Regions from separate parts of the Zea mays genome. Here region 2 is linked to region 1. The links are chromatin contacts, called in public Hi-C maps. All regions are on one chromosome and are shown on one strand. The core of a region is the stretch at or near the end of the contact, and the rest is flanking DNA. Distances in the headings are between cores, read along the strand shown.

The links. Hi-C and Micro-C count contacts between places; a contact is called where the count stands out from the background.
Region 2: a Hi-C map of ear shows a contact between it and region 1, with 3 times the contacts expected there. The contact joins the promoter of LOC100280507 here to the promoter of LOC103646589 in region 1. A contact is called at or near these places in 2 of 25 Hi-C or Micro-C datasets (ear and tassel).

Annotation. Positions count from the first base shown.
Region 1 is chr2:74,816,517-74,824,240 of Zm-B73-REFERENCE-NAM-5.0, reverse strand. LOC103646589 (myosin heavy chain-related) reads left to right here and starts at 4,165. Exons shown (of 4, transcript XM_008671297.3): 1 at 4,165-4,665; 2 at 5,229-5,760; 3 at 5,839-5,958. The coding sequence starts at 5,368.
Region 2 is chr2:75,428,106-75,435,829 of Zm-B73-REFERENCE-NAM-5.0, reverse strand. LOC100280507 (AKIN gamma) reads right to left here and starts at 3,622. Exons shown (of 6, transcript NM_001291619.1): 1 at 3,269-3,622; 2 at 922-1,094; 3 at 1-160. The coding sequence starts at 3,422.

The DNA.
Region 1 (7,724 bases), core at 2,916-5,415:
TTCATTTCTCAGATTTCTCAGATTCCTAACAAGCTATAGCTAGCGAAAGGACTAACGAATAGTGTATCAATCAAGACCAATTACTAAATATTCATAGCACATATCATATCTTATACTTATATTTAGGGGGCCCATACCTTCTGGGGGCCCTGGGCGGCCGCACACCCTGCCCACCCCCAAGACCGGCCCTACCAATGGCGCTATGGACATGGAGATCGCCTCACCCTCTCACTCCTTATAGTAGATCCAATGCAGAGATGAGTAGAGCTCCATTGTAGTTGGATCTAGCTAGGTGGTGTCCACAGCGGTGAGTAGGCTCACTGTTCAACAACTCTCCTATCATATCCTCTATCTCCTTCCAAATGTCAAATTTTACTCTCCAAACGATATCATCTATACACCCAAGACAGCTAACGACCATACATATGAAGTGGGCTCGATGCTGGCAGTGCGTCTAGAGTAGGCCAAGCGATGGGGCGCACTTTGAATGGGCTCAATTGTGGGCTCCTGGAAGAGCTTGGCGGTGGGCTCTAGAACAGGCTTGTCTTTGGGCTCATATTTTTGTTTTTTAAATCGATTCCCAGATGTGGCCATTATGGCTGCCTTTCAAAATCTTGATTTAAATTGTCTCCGGTAACGGACGCTTACGATAAAACTAAGGGATGAAGTTCTACCCAACGCGTCCAACAATGTCCTGTAAAGGAGACGCTAAATTTTGGTGGACACGTTTCATTCGGTAAATGTGGCGCACAGGCGACCGCTCGCTATCCACTGTTCCCTCCCGTGCCGCTGCCTCTCGTTCGCTCCCGCGCTAGCTCAAAAGCTTCCCATCGCGTGCAACACCTCCTTTCTGGTGTCGGCTTCGACGACGACGAGGCTGTGTGGAGGAGGCAAGGCCCGACGCTGCCGCTCCATGTTGTCGTCTTGTTGCTCGTGGTGTCCAAAACAGTGGAGAAAACCTTTATATATTTATTGATGGGATTTCAGAAGACAGGGATGGCTCCATTAAAAAATGGTTTGGACGATGATTAATGCATTTCCAAAAAAATGTAAGTTTTTCAAACTCACTGTGATCCAATTTCCGAGATTAAAATTACGATTTTATGTGAAAGGGCAAAAAAATTAATGTAGTTAAAGAACCGAATTTAGAGGATGTTGTTGGAGATGGCGAAGATATAGATGACGAAATATTTTAGAGTGTGCTGTAAAGGATAGATAATATTCATTTAGAGAATGAAATTTAATAGACGTTGCTGAAAACAACCTTAAACATGCATGTAGCCACAAACGAAGGCATTGTCCGTCTCTGCGAACCTTATCTTACAGAGAAAACGTATCCAGTACTAGTATCTAAAGGTAATAAAAAAAGATGCATTTGAGTAAATTCAAAGTCCTCCAATGTTATTTTTCAACTCCAATCCTTGTAACTCACATTTGGTACTTCAAATATGGTGGAGTTCAACAACGTGCAAAACCACTATGGAGGCATTACCCCAGGTCTGTGTAGATCTTTGGATTTTAAATCTATTCTAATAATCATAATTTAAACATAGATTAATTAAGCTAATATGGTTATATATAAAATACATTTGTGTAGTACTGCTGATCATATAATAAAATAAAGGTAATATTAGTGCTCTATTTCTGCTATTAAAGAGTGGGTTAAATACCATGTTGTAAGTTATAGATTAAAAAAGTTAGCATGGTGATTTCTAGATTCAATGTCCATTTCCAATCATATAAATTTGAGATAGACTTACATGTAAACTTGGAAAATTATAGAACATTAAATTTTAAGATAAATAAGCTAGTCCATTAAGTTGACTCTATTTTTTCCAAAATAAAAGAATTGAAATGGCACTTTAAATCATTCACACCGATTTACTCCCAATCTTGAAAATGATGTATGGCCTAATGCCATAAGAACTTTCCCAGGATGCATATGACACGTTGAAAGAGCATCATCCGTCTTATCAACAAATATGATCACATGATCATTAAGGCCTTGTTCGGTTATTCCCATTATATATGGATTGGATAGGATTGGAAAAAAATTAGAATAACTTTGACTTGTTTGGGATTTAAACCCACCCAATCTCACTCAATCCACATAGATTGAGAGCTAACCGAACAAGCCCTAAATTGGCACCAGACAAATCTGAAGTACGGATTGTTAAGAAACCTTACGAAGGGTTATGTGGGTTAATACAATTCTAGCCCCAAGGTACTCTACTTCTCTATATAATGAATATGTACCACTCAAAATGAATAACAAGGAAAGAGTCTCCCTACCTTTTGTCTTCTATCTCTTGTGCTTGTGTTGCCATGGAAAGGAAGGGAACATGTCTCCTTTCACTAACAGCATCGAGCGCTTTGCGAATGTTTCAAGAAAGTTGTGAGGCAATATGTGTAGAAACCTAAGTGACCTACATTGAAACTCTATGATTTCATGTGTAGGTCACTTAGGTTTGTACACATAGTGCGTCACAACTTTCTCGAAACATTCTCAAATTTTTATCACATCCTCTACATATGATATCGTGACATGTGGCATTGTTTCATTATTTTTTGACTTCATTTGTGTTTTATACAATTTTTAAACAACTTGATGACAAGTTCACGGTCATGTTTAATGAGAATGGTGTTCGGAAATTTTGGTCTGCTCCTGAAATCGGTCGTAACTTGTGTTAACTAACACGTATATCATTTTTGCATTCACGGTTTTCCATTTTTCGAGTGACTTGCAGTTCAAATCTAAATTATCTAAAAAAATTCAACTAAACGAACTAAATCGAATAGTTATAGCAAACACTTTTATAACTGTGCCAAAATAGAACATTTAAGTCTACATAGTGTAGAAACATACCCCAAAAAGTTTGGTTGAGAAAATAAAAAAAATAAACATATACTTTGCCAAGTGCCCAAGGAAGGCACTCGGCACAACATGATCTGCCGAGTGTCATACTCAGGACACTCGGTAAAGAAGCTTCTTTACCGAGTGCCAAATAAAGCTTGGCACTCGACAAAGATTTCTTTGCCGAGTGTATTTCTGTGCCGAGAGTCCTGTTCTCAGTAAACGCGGTCATTACCGAGAGCAGGACTTTACCGAGTGCGGCACTCGACAAATAAGTCTTTGCCGAGTGCCCGACAAAAAACAATCAGCAAAGCGCTTGATTCCGGTAGTGTTTATATCTTCCTTACGACCCCATTGTTGATTGCCATGGAAAGGAAGTATACATTGCTTAAATGCACTTTATTTAACTATATCTCTTGATCAATATTTTTTATTAAAAATATTTTTATTCATAATTTTAAATATTGTTTTAATAAAAAATTTACTTTCATTTTTATAACACTTATTTATTTTTAATCATTTTTGTTTCTATTTACAACATCTCTTTATTAACATGGCGAACGTGGATAAGCAGCAAAAGCATAGTTCAAGTCGCTTTCAAATTTTTACTATATAAAAGTTGTCTTTCTAAAGTAGCTGCAGATAAGTTAAATCTCTTTGGTTGAGCTTCTGTTTTTTCAAAGCAAAATCAGGTTTAAAAAGCTGAACAAAACGCACCCATAGTGCATCGTGGCAAATCAATATGTATACAAACCATGTTAAAATATATTTTCACTCTCTCACACACATATCAAGTAAAAGCATATTTATAGGGTTGGATTTTAAACATCGGAATTATAGGACAAACTTAATTTTTTAAAAATAGATTTGCATAAAATTTGATACTAATTTTTAGTTATGTTGTTAAGCATATTATAAAAAAAATTTGTATAGTTTTTTTGTATTGTTTACTCCCTACAAAAAATATAAAAATCATCTGAATCCATATCCATATTTGGATTTTATATCTACCATTTGAGAAAAGATTGAATAAATTTGAGGTTTACATTTTATGAATAATAAGATCAGTACTACAAATAATAATCAAATTTATATGGTAGATTCTATGAGCTATTTATTTGTAATCGAAAAAGAAGATAAATTTTTTTAATATCCGTATAACTTTTCGGATATGTTCCAACATGATGTTTACACGTGCATAGGGAGTTAGGGACAAACAAATACGAAGGCATAGGTACAACAACGGCACGGCCCATGTGCTGAGTCTGACAGCCACCCTCATCTTCTTCCCGGGCCCCCGGTCCGGCAGCGTACAGCGCAGCAGGAGCCCGCCGCAAGCCGACGTCCTACACTCCTACTCCCTCGTGCTCCCAACCTCGCCCGCCTATCCCTCGCTTCCCCAGACCCCTCACCGGCGGGCGTAGCTAGCGTACGTCCATCCATCCGTCCATGCTCCACCGCCACCAGCCCGCCGTTCCGACAAGCTCCAATCATACGCACCACCGGACCACCCTCGGCAAGGAGGGACAAGCTCACGCGCCTCGCGCCCTGCCCGGCCCGACCTCGAGCAGATCGACACATGCACGCACGACGTAGACGATACACAACAGTACGCGGGGGCGCACTGACACACGCCCGCACTATCATCCCTGTCCCCCGTCCGTCCATCTCCCCACTCGTGCGAGTTGCGAATTTGCGATGCGCCGCCTGAGCAGAAGCTCCAAAGCCTCATGATGGCAGCACGGGCCAGAGCCAGCACTCGCAGCAGCTGATCCGAGCTCGTACAGGCGCGCCAGGCAGCACATCAATGGGTACGCCACTCTGTTCTTCGATGCCAGCGAGCACTTGGCTGCTTCTTCTTCTTCTACCTTTTCCTTTGGGTCTCCCGGTCCACGATACCTCGAGGCTAGTCTTGCCCGCTGGTGCCGACGTTCGTTGGGGCAGCTCTGTGGTCCATAGAACTCTGTGTTCCTTGGTCTCTGCGAAAGCTGTTTCCTTCTTCGGAGTATCTCTTTGCAAATCAAGCACATTTTAAATCTTGGACAACCCCACTGCAAATTTCGGGGCCACCTTTTTCGCGCATTTTCGAGACGATCATCGTTGGTTCGTTGCTCTGGACTCTGGTCTGTTCAAAGGCGAGACTGGGGACGAATCTTGGTTCCCAAATCCCAATGGCGCTCTGTGTGCGTCTGTGTGTGTGATGGACATGGTCACATCCACCCTCTTCTGCTCGCCAGTTCTTGCTCCACTCGCCGGACCCTGCTTCTTATTCCTTCTTTTAAAGCTGCATCGATTCCATCCTTTACCTCTTTTGCTTTCGCCTAGTTTCTCTTTCCCTTTCGATCGGTTTGATGTGACAGTCTTGTCATCATAGGCACACCACTCCTTGACCGCATCAGTGACCGGTGGGACTGAGCACTGACTGCAGTCGCGTTGCTCTGCGCTTCTTCCTGGCTGGTGTCGGCGAACAGCAGGAGGAGGAGGCGAGAAGAATCTTGGGAGCTTAGCTTGCAATGCCGAGGCTGTATTCGGAGGAAGGAGCAGGTGCTGACGAGGCTACCGCCGCTGCGACAGTGAGGCTGGCCAACAAGATCCGGAAGCGCCGCGCGGTGTCGTCGTCGGGGGGCTCGGACCCGGCGGCGGTGGGGAGGAGGCTGCGGTCCAGGCGGCCCGCGGTGCGGCTGCCGCGGCACCGGACCAGCGCGGGCGGGGACATGTCGGAGTCGTCCCGGAGCCGGCATTGCCGTGGCAGCGGCAACCGTGTCGCCGAAGGGACGCTGCCGTCCGCGTCTGCGAGGAGGCTCGTCGACGCGTTCTGGCAGAACATGGGCAGCGGTGGTCTGCTTGACGGGGACGCGGCGGCGGCGCGCCGGAGCCTGGTCCTGTGGAGCGGCGCCTCCACGAAGGTGGGTGCTCTGGTGTCCTGTTGTCCCAATTGGCGGCAATCTGTTCCGTGGTTCATCAATTGGTGTTGTGATTTTTAGGTGTCCAAGAGGTCGAGAAGTAAGAGCAAGGTCTTGGAGGCTGATGGTAAGGGAAGTCGGCGCAACGGCCATCCTCGGTGGTTTTCAGCAGATCTGATGAGTAACGGTAGTGCAATGGAGGTAAAGCAAACCAGGAACTACTATCTTGGATTAAATCTCTTGCTTGTAGTTGTATTTGTTTGCTTCCTTGAATATTCTGTTTAGATTGTGCACTCGGTCATGTTTGTGTCTGACAAAGCCTCTTACGATTTACGAAATCGAAAGGTCCAGAAAATGCTTGACAGTTAAAATGTGAAAACTTCTGTGCAGTAAAATGTTGTGATATAGACGTGTGTGATTGCTTTATGTTGAACAGCAAACTAATGACTCGTTAATTTAGCTGAGTTTCAAAATGAATAAAATATTTTTTTTTATTAATTTATTAACCAAAACTGAGGATCAACTGCCTGCATACAGTGCATTGCGAGCTATGGCGATACTTTGAACGCCTTTTGCCAACGTAGTACACAAGGTGGTTTCCATGAGCTTGATATGGTATTCCGTGCCTCCAAGGAAGCATTATTATAGCCACTTGAGAATAGTTATCGGATAGTGGACTGCATAGGTGCTAACTGTTGAGCTGAGAAGCTACTTATAAATTTGAACAATGCCGTCCTAGTTGTATGTAAAAAGGGGAATGCTTTATACTTCTGAAAAGCGAAAACTTTTGACCTCCTCCTTCAGTGAAGTACACCTTTAAGTGCAGTCATGCAAACAGGAAAGCTTAGCTAACGCCTAGAGCTATATAGTTTCTTGATTCAGTCACTATTGAAGTGATTAGCTGCAGTTTTGCACTAATTTGACAAAACGTATAAAGCCATAAAGGGTAATTTGTCTGAATAGGTTTTCTTATATACTCATCTCTTTCCAAATTATAAGACATTTTTAACGCTTCTAGATACATATGAATCCGGGCATAATTGTCCAGAAAAGTCAAGACGTGTTATAATTTAGAATGGAGAGAGTAGTTTCCAAGCCACCCATGATACTAAATATAAACATTTGCTAGTTGTAAGAATAAGGGATCTTTAACTTAAAACAAGCATAATTACCTTTTTACACTTTGCTCGAGATTAACGCACAAATTGGTTGGCGAAATCTGGTATGCTTCTCCAGAACTCAACGGATGGTTTTCTATGACCATCTGATAATTGTTATCTTAATAATAGTCCATTGCATCAGTACCGACTGCTGAGTTCTGAAGCTACTTTAGACAACGCCCAGCTAGCTACATGTAAAAAGGAATGTTTCGCTTGAAAAAGGCGAAGACTTTTGATGTTTCATCCAATGTAAGACACCTTTAAGTGAAAGTTGATTCTATAAGCATAAAAGCTGAGGAATTGTGAGGCCCATCTCTACTGAAACATTTTGGCATGCACATGCATCTTGTCCAGTTCTGCAACTGGCTATGAGCTAGCGTGTACCAGCTTGATTGTTTATTGTACTGATGAAATGGCTCAATGATACTTTGTTCATGTATAGGCTGTTATGAAGATGAGCTATTGAGAAGTAGTTGCCTTTTAGGTATAGTTGCAAACACATTAGCTAAGACTAAAGAGTTAATCTTGGAACCTTGAGAAGGCAAATTGGATGGTTGCAAGGTTAGTTGAAGCTAATATTAAATTAGAAAACAATTACTTTAAGGTTAAAGGACCAAGATAACCTCAGAGATCTTTGATTATGTGGCTTGCAGTAAGTTTTTATTTCTCCAATATTATGTAAAATAAATTGCTCCAGTAAGATTATGTAAAATAGACACCAATATTGTGTACAATAATTTGATTCAGTAAGATTTTATTTCATACTTGCTGAACACTGTCTAAAGAGTGAAATGGCAGTCACTTGTT
Region 2 (7,724 bases), core at 2,373-4,872, 610 kb before region 1:
TCCCACCAACCGATGCTGCTTCGTCTGATTCAGAATCAGTAGCAGTTTCTAATCTTCCAGATGATGTCCTTCTGAATGTGAAAGAACCCAACCTCGAAACTAGACTGGAGACAGGCGATCCTGGTCCCGAACCAACCGTCCCATTAACTGCAGCATCAGACTGTTCCATGGCAGAAGAAGCAGTCCATGTCAGAAGGATGAGTGGGGCGAAAAATATCAAATGTATAGTCGATAGTATAAAAAAGGAAGTTTCTTACATATTATAGGTCAATTTTTAATGGTCTGAATCATACATAGTAGGGCATCCCTTACTATTATACCATAATAAAGAAGAAAAGGCGGGCAAGATTTACAACAGACATGAAAATTTACTCCGGTCATAAAATCATGTTGTTTAGGACAAGTTTAGTCCAACCTTAAAACTACGAGCATCAATAACTTTTAAATTATTTAGTTTGAAAACATGTAATTACATGTGGGTTGTATTGAAAAATACTTGCAAAAAAACTTATAAATTTGAAGGATGTTTATTAATATTTAATAGAAAAAAGTGACGAAAATCAAAATATATGCATCAAAGGCCTTATGAAGTCCTAACATGTTTTAACTGGAGGGAGTATTTTAACAGACTATAGAAGGTTAAGCTGCATCAAAAGACTCGATGGAAGTTCACTGTGCTTATATTCAGAAGCTTGCATGCAGTATAGCATTGTTCAGTTTGTTAAAGTTTAGTGCACATGTCATTTATTTAAAAATGATGGTATCAAACAGAACAGAAATATATCAAATCATAACAATCCTGATTTGGAAAACATGCAGTTGAACAACATATGCTGACTATCACATTAATCATTTATATCTACCCTCCCTACAAAATGGGAGGAAGGGAGGGAGCACTTCAATATAATCAAGGTTACGTACCTGACTGAGCAACCACATGGCAATACCAGCAAATTCCACAATGCCGATGTATTTGTCCATCCAACTAGCATCTTCTGGAGCCTCAACATTTCTTATGGGTGCACTCAAGATTTTGTTTTTGGATAATATTTCTACAGTTTCAGCAAGACTTGCATCTGAAGGAATCTCAATGACTGCATGGCAATAATCACATTTTACTTTTAGAACTGGAAATTAAATCATTGATGTAAGCAAATAACACAGACTATGAGGAACTTCTGGAAAATATACTTAGTTATTCTAGTATCCTACTTAGGTATTCACTTCTAGCACAAGATGGAAATTTAAATTCAGGCCCTGTTTGAGACATCTCCATCTCCAGAAAATTTGGTGGAGTTGGTGGAGCAGGTCATTAGGTGCTCCAGAAAATCGTGAAGTTGGAGTCGTAAGCTTTTAGAAGACATTTAGATTAGTCATTTTGTTTATTATTTAGATTAAAAATATTTTTAAAACTATTTAAATTGATATTATAAACTACAGCTCCACACTAGAGCTAGAACTTGGAGCCATCCCAAACACCCCCTCAATAGTTCTAATCTTTTAGTTTTGATGGTTTTCACTCAGAGAATGAAAACTATGTATCAAAATATACAGAGGAAGATGAAAGTTATAACAGCAGGTTCAAGGAAGAATGAATTTTTTAAATGAAAGATTCATGTAGATCATTGTTACAATGTGTTGGTCCATTTGGATGTTCGTAATGTTACTATCTTTCAGCAAGCTATGCCCTTGGCTTCTCTATGCAAGCAGTCTTTTGCTAAGAATTTGTTCAAATTATACTTAGAGCAAAAGAAGATCTTGCACCTTTGTTTAGCCAATGCCTAGAAGCCTATGTGTAATCTTTTTGATTTTTTTGTCTCTTTCTACATCTCTTGATGAACTGCGTGAGCTTTGTTCCTTTGTTTAATAAAAGCACAATATGGGGTGCACTCCTCTTGTCCCTAAAAAAAGAATTTTCCTCTACGGCAACTAATCACACACTCTTGGAAGTAACATAGATTGCATATGTACTGGCCGTTTAATTTTGCTTAGTCTTCGGTTTGAACCCAGCAATAGATCATGATGATTTATCTTCTATGTGTATCCAATTCCCCAGATAAGAGCATCTCCAATAATTCCCAATCAATAAGTTTTACAAGTGGCTAAAAAAGGTTGGGAGTATATTTTCCAACAGTTCTTAAAATCTTGATCCTAAAATATAGAAGATAATTTTACATCTAGACTCATGCACTGCTTCTAAATCATACTAACCAATTTTATATTTTCTTTGTATATTTGCATCAGGAACCTTGTCCTGCCTTTTTATTCTTTCCGCGCGTATTTATCTGCGCGATTGCATTGACTTACCTAAGCGCGGAAAGATTCGGAGTTAAGATAGAGAGTTGTTGGAGAGCAGTTCTTTTTATCTTGCTAAAAAAATCTAGATTAGGAGTGAGAGTTTTGGAAACTCTTGGAGATAGCAGGTTCACAACTAAGACAAAATATGGTAATGGGAGCCTCACTGTTCGAGAAGATGCCTCTTGCAATCATGGCAGCTCGATGATTTCTGAGCAAGCTGATAATTATGAATTATCCACATCAACCCACACAGTGACACACATCATGCCGACAAAGAAAGTGCTCCACGTCTCTTGCTGAGTTGGTCAAGAGATGAAAACGACACCCCAACTAACATACATATACTTGTCTTATGTACTATTAGACCTCTACCGCATCACTGGACCTAGGAAGGAAAAGAACGAGATATACGTGTAATCTGATATCAGAGAAATCGTGTGACACTATCACTGTATTAAGAACAGTTCGTCAAGGCCCATGCATTTGGTTCAGAGAAGACATGCCCACTGAGCTGACCATAGGAGGCAAGGGCTATAGAGAACATCCACTGGATCGTCCATTGAAATAAGACCTTAAAAATTCCATGTCTGCAACCCTGAAATGACAAGAACGGCAACCTAGCACAGACTGGCTCTACTGGAGCAGATCAGCACCACAGTGACATATGAGCAAGGGGCTCCTGCCAACGCCAACAAAACTACGATACAGACACAAATAATGCAACTGACACCGGAACAAGAGAGCTGTTCGACTGGATCACACAGCACGCGAACGCGAACTCAGATGTGACGCTGGATGGATACAGAGGTTTACGTTTCGCTACATCAAGACGATTTTTTGAAGAAAAAAAATTATTTCGATTGAACACGCACGAGGGACCGGATACAAATTAGCGAGCAGTACAGTAAGCAAGGCACGAAGGAGGAGGGGGCGAGGCAACCGCAAAAGTAATTGATAAACAGGATATCACCTTGGGACGGGTGCGTGCGCGGGAAGGACGCGACGGGGATGTCCTCGAAGCAGGAGTTGAGCTTCTCCGACGGCGAGAGCTGCGGCTCCGCCACCTCCCAGAGGTCCTCCACCCGGTGGCCGATCTCCGCCTCGGGGCTGCGCGGGCTCTCCATCTCCTCCAGCTCTGAACCCGTGCCCTCTCCCCCCCTCTTCTCGCTTGAACCCTTTTCTGCGAAGGCTAGACGCGTCAAGACTCTTGAGCCCCCTCCTCTCTTGCGCTTGCTGGTTGCAATTGCAAGTGCTGCTCTGCTCCCACCACCTAGTAGGCTCTTGTGATTATTACTGTAGATAAGCTGCTACGAGAAGCCAGTCGCGACCGCGCGCTACCGATGACGACGCGGAGCAAGCCGCTGGTGCCTACTAAATACTAATACCGCCGTCTTGCTTTGCTTCGGCCGCAGTGGAGTGTGCTCTGCGGCTGCGCTTGTGCGCGTCCCGTCAACGGAAGGGGGGACGACCTCACGAAGGCGACCGAGTGCCGCCGGTCGGATGGCCCTCGGGGCCCGCCACGGAAGGTATGGTCCACATGTCACTGAACAGGTGGACACGCCGGGCAGGTTGTACTGCTGGTTTCGCCTAGTACTGCTAGTGCTGAAGAAAAACCGCTGCGGCACCGACTACGATCCCGGGGATCGGCTGGATACGACGACGTGGCATCTACAACGTTCCACAAATGTTGAAAAATGCGCCAATGCACGCCATTGTAAAAGACAGTTTTGTTAGTAAATATCATGTGATATTAATATTTTAAAGATTTAAAACATAATAACTAGATAAAATAAGGACTTTAAGAGTGTACTTGTACAAAATAAAAATCATAATTAGAATCCTGTATTATTTTTTTATCTCAGCCACACTAAGGTCATGTTTAGAATATGTAAAACTAATGGTTAACTAGCTAACGAATTGTTAGCCGGATTAGTTTTAGCAAGCTCATAAATTGTTAGCTGGATTGAGTCAACTAATAAATTAACTGTTAGTTGTGAACTAATTAATAATTAGTAGAGCATTAGCTAAGAGTGATTAGAAAACTGTTAATTTTAGCAGCTAACTATTAGTTCTGAAGATTATAAATATAACCTAAATACATACAATTAACCAAAAAGTATAAAAGTATATGAAAGTATATGAACTGGTCACCCTCTTAAGGGACCGGGTGATAAACGGAAACGGCTCTGGTTCTATCTAGGACGGATACTGAGCCAACTCGATTCAGTTTGGTTCGGCTTATTAAGAAATTGAGCCAGAGAATCGGCTCGGCTCGACTTGTTTGTGAGCTTGAGATGGTTTATTTAACTCGCGAGGCATGACTAAAAACAATATATATACAACAATATAATTAATTGATAATTAATTCTAGACCAATTTAACACTAGAAAAGTGTAATAACACTCACAATTTCACATTCCACATCAAATAAACATCAAACTAAAACAGTTCATCACTTATTAGTGCATCCAAAACAAGTGAAGGCTGTGTTTTGCTGAAAAATACGAGCTCATTTGAGTTATTGAGCTAGCTTAAACTGTCTCATTAACAAACCGAGTTGAGATGTTATCTCAGCTCATGACAAAATTAAAATGAGACGAGTCAAATTAAGCCGAACTTACCGTGAGCCGAGCGAGCTGAGGGCCACAAGTATTTTGTCCGGCCCTAGTTTAGTCTAAATGTTTTTATGTTGATTTGTGGTTGACACGTGATGGACCAACGTTTAATAGAATAAATGATCCACATCTACTTGTAACTGTGCATTAGCAATTATTATTAATTGTGCTCATATGTCACTCGTGAATCGAACATGACTAGCGTGAGGGCTGTCTGGGCTCTCGCATCGTTACATGTTGCAACGCACGCGCGCATTAGAACCCACTGCTTGACTATCTATAGTAGATTCTCTATCATAATCCTTATTTTACTTATTATTTTAAATTCTATTTTATAAATATTATAATCTACAACACAAAATAATACTTTATATAACTGTTTACATGCTCTGTTGGAGATGGCCTCACGTGCTCAGGAGTAGAGTTTCCTCGATCTGGTTGACCAGCTCTTTCCTATTTTCTACAATTCAGTTTTTTTTTTCAATCAGCTATAGCAGATTTTAAGGGAGACGGTGACATGGTGGGGGAGATGTTTTAACCCCGTGTAAGGTGTGGTGTGCGCCAAGAACAATCTGAGGCAGAGGTGGTGAGATCGGCCAGGCTGATTGCACGTGGGCCATATGCAGCGTCACCGTGGCTGCTTAATGCTTATCCGTTTTCTCTTCGTCCGGTTAAAATATCTCTCGTCTCTCCTGCAACCGTGTCCCCATCAAGATATCGTTGATGCAATGGACCCCTAGAGGACCGGCAGGTCGGCAGCTTCGTTTGAGTTGGCGGGTGCGCATGAATGAGATGATGATCGATCCGACACGTCCATCAGCTCATTTTTTTTCTGTTCTTCTACTTCCTCTCCAAAAACGTCCTCTAAATCACGTCATCTATATGTAAATACCTATATTAAAAATATTTTTTAATTTTTAATTTTTATACATACGTATTTGTCATACTCTCAAATATATTGTACATATTTTAGTTTTACTAAACCGGTTGTTTAAAGTATTCAAATAAATAGAGAACCGTTTAGAGAAACTCTATATATAGAGGATCCAGCAGCGTTCTCTAAATTTAGAGGACCGTTTAGAGGACGCTGCTGGAGGGAGTAGAGGACGTTCTTGTCCTCTAAATTTAGGGTACAGGACCCTTTAGAGCTCCTTGTTGGAGCTAGTCTTAAGAGCTCCACCTCGTTCTTGGCAATGTCTTTTTCTTTGATATCTTATTTTAGTAATTCTAGCCTCAAAATCTACAACTTTTTCTAAATTCAACATTAATCTATACCACTATATAATTACATGTTTAAATTTTACAAAACTCATCTAACTAAATCACCACGATATCCATAACCTCTACTAAATCCACTAAACAAATTGCACCAGACTTAACATATCATCAAAACTAACGGTCCATATCGCTAGACAACCTCATCTTTTTTAATAACTCAAATCTAATGAACAATATTATTTTGATTATTCCTCATCCCTCCCACTCCTCCCACAACCCTGCACCTAGGGATGGCAATTGGACACGTGGGTATGGATACCCACGGGTTTCGTACCCGATGGACATGGATATGGGTTGAAAAACTCACCCGTGGATCCTGTCGGGTCGGGTACCCGAAATACGTCGGGTAGGGTACGGATAGTATATTTTATCCATGGGTATCTGTGGGGGACGGATAACCTCCGGGTCCACTAGAAGGCAAGAAGGCCTCACGAAAGGCTTTGGGCCTATCGTCTCGTAAGGCCGTCCCTTCGTGGGCCAGGGGAGGATTACTGGCAGAATGGGCCGACACGAGGAAAAACCAGACTTAGGTCCAAGCGGTTCATTGGATTTAAACATTATCCAAAGCGCTAGCCCGATTCTCCCGCGCAGCGCCCTCGGACGTCGGAACAAAATAAGGATAAGTCAGCAAGATTATAGTAAGATAAGTTTAGTCGGTTCACTATTACTTGGGAACACATCGTCATCATATACGCATGTAGTGCCCCACAGTCAAGTATATAAGGCCTAGGGGGCACCCCATCAAAACATATATCGACCATCTACTCAGCTCACTAGCTTTTCTCCATACCGGAGACTTCCCTTGTAACCTACCACATAAAGATCCACGCCAGGAAGTAGAGTGTTACACATCTCAAAGTGGCCCGAACCTGTAGAAAACCATCTGTCATCCCTCGTGCATCTCGCACGAACCATTGAGTTACATTCAACAGCACCGTCCTACCCAAAAGCACCACGAGGGGTAACCCTGAGTGCGCGGTCGGGCTCCAAACACCGACAGCTGGCGCGCTAGGTAGGGGGTGTGTCGTTGATCCAAGCTAGCTCAATGGCTGTCACCTCCCAATGCAAGATCGCTCTCCGCCCTGGATCCGTATTCTGCTTCGGGACCATCTCGTCCGTAGCGGATGAGATGGGAATTCTGCACCGCATATCGGATCCGTCGGAGAAGAGGCCTTCCTCGAAAATCTCCGAGAAAGTCGGAGCGAGACAATAGATAGCGCAACCTCCTACGCCTCAGACGAAGACTGCCTCTTGCAAGTCGAGAGCCAGGAATTCACTCACCCGAAGAACCCCGTTGCCCACTTCGCCCACAAAGGAGTGGACACGGATTACAAGGAAAAAAAGAAGCAAGCGGGATGGAGGCCCGTCAAGTTATCCTTCCGATACCTTCGCCCTCAAAGAAGGACGGAAAGAAATTCATCACCACATCAACCCCTTTCTACCCCGACGTCCTCTTCATCGAGGGGAGATTGGAGTCATCTCCCATCTCCGACGATGAGCCAACCATGCCAGGGGAAGAGCCTCCCCAGCGAG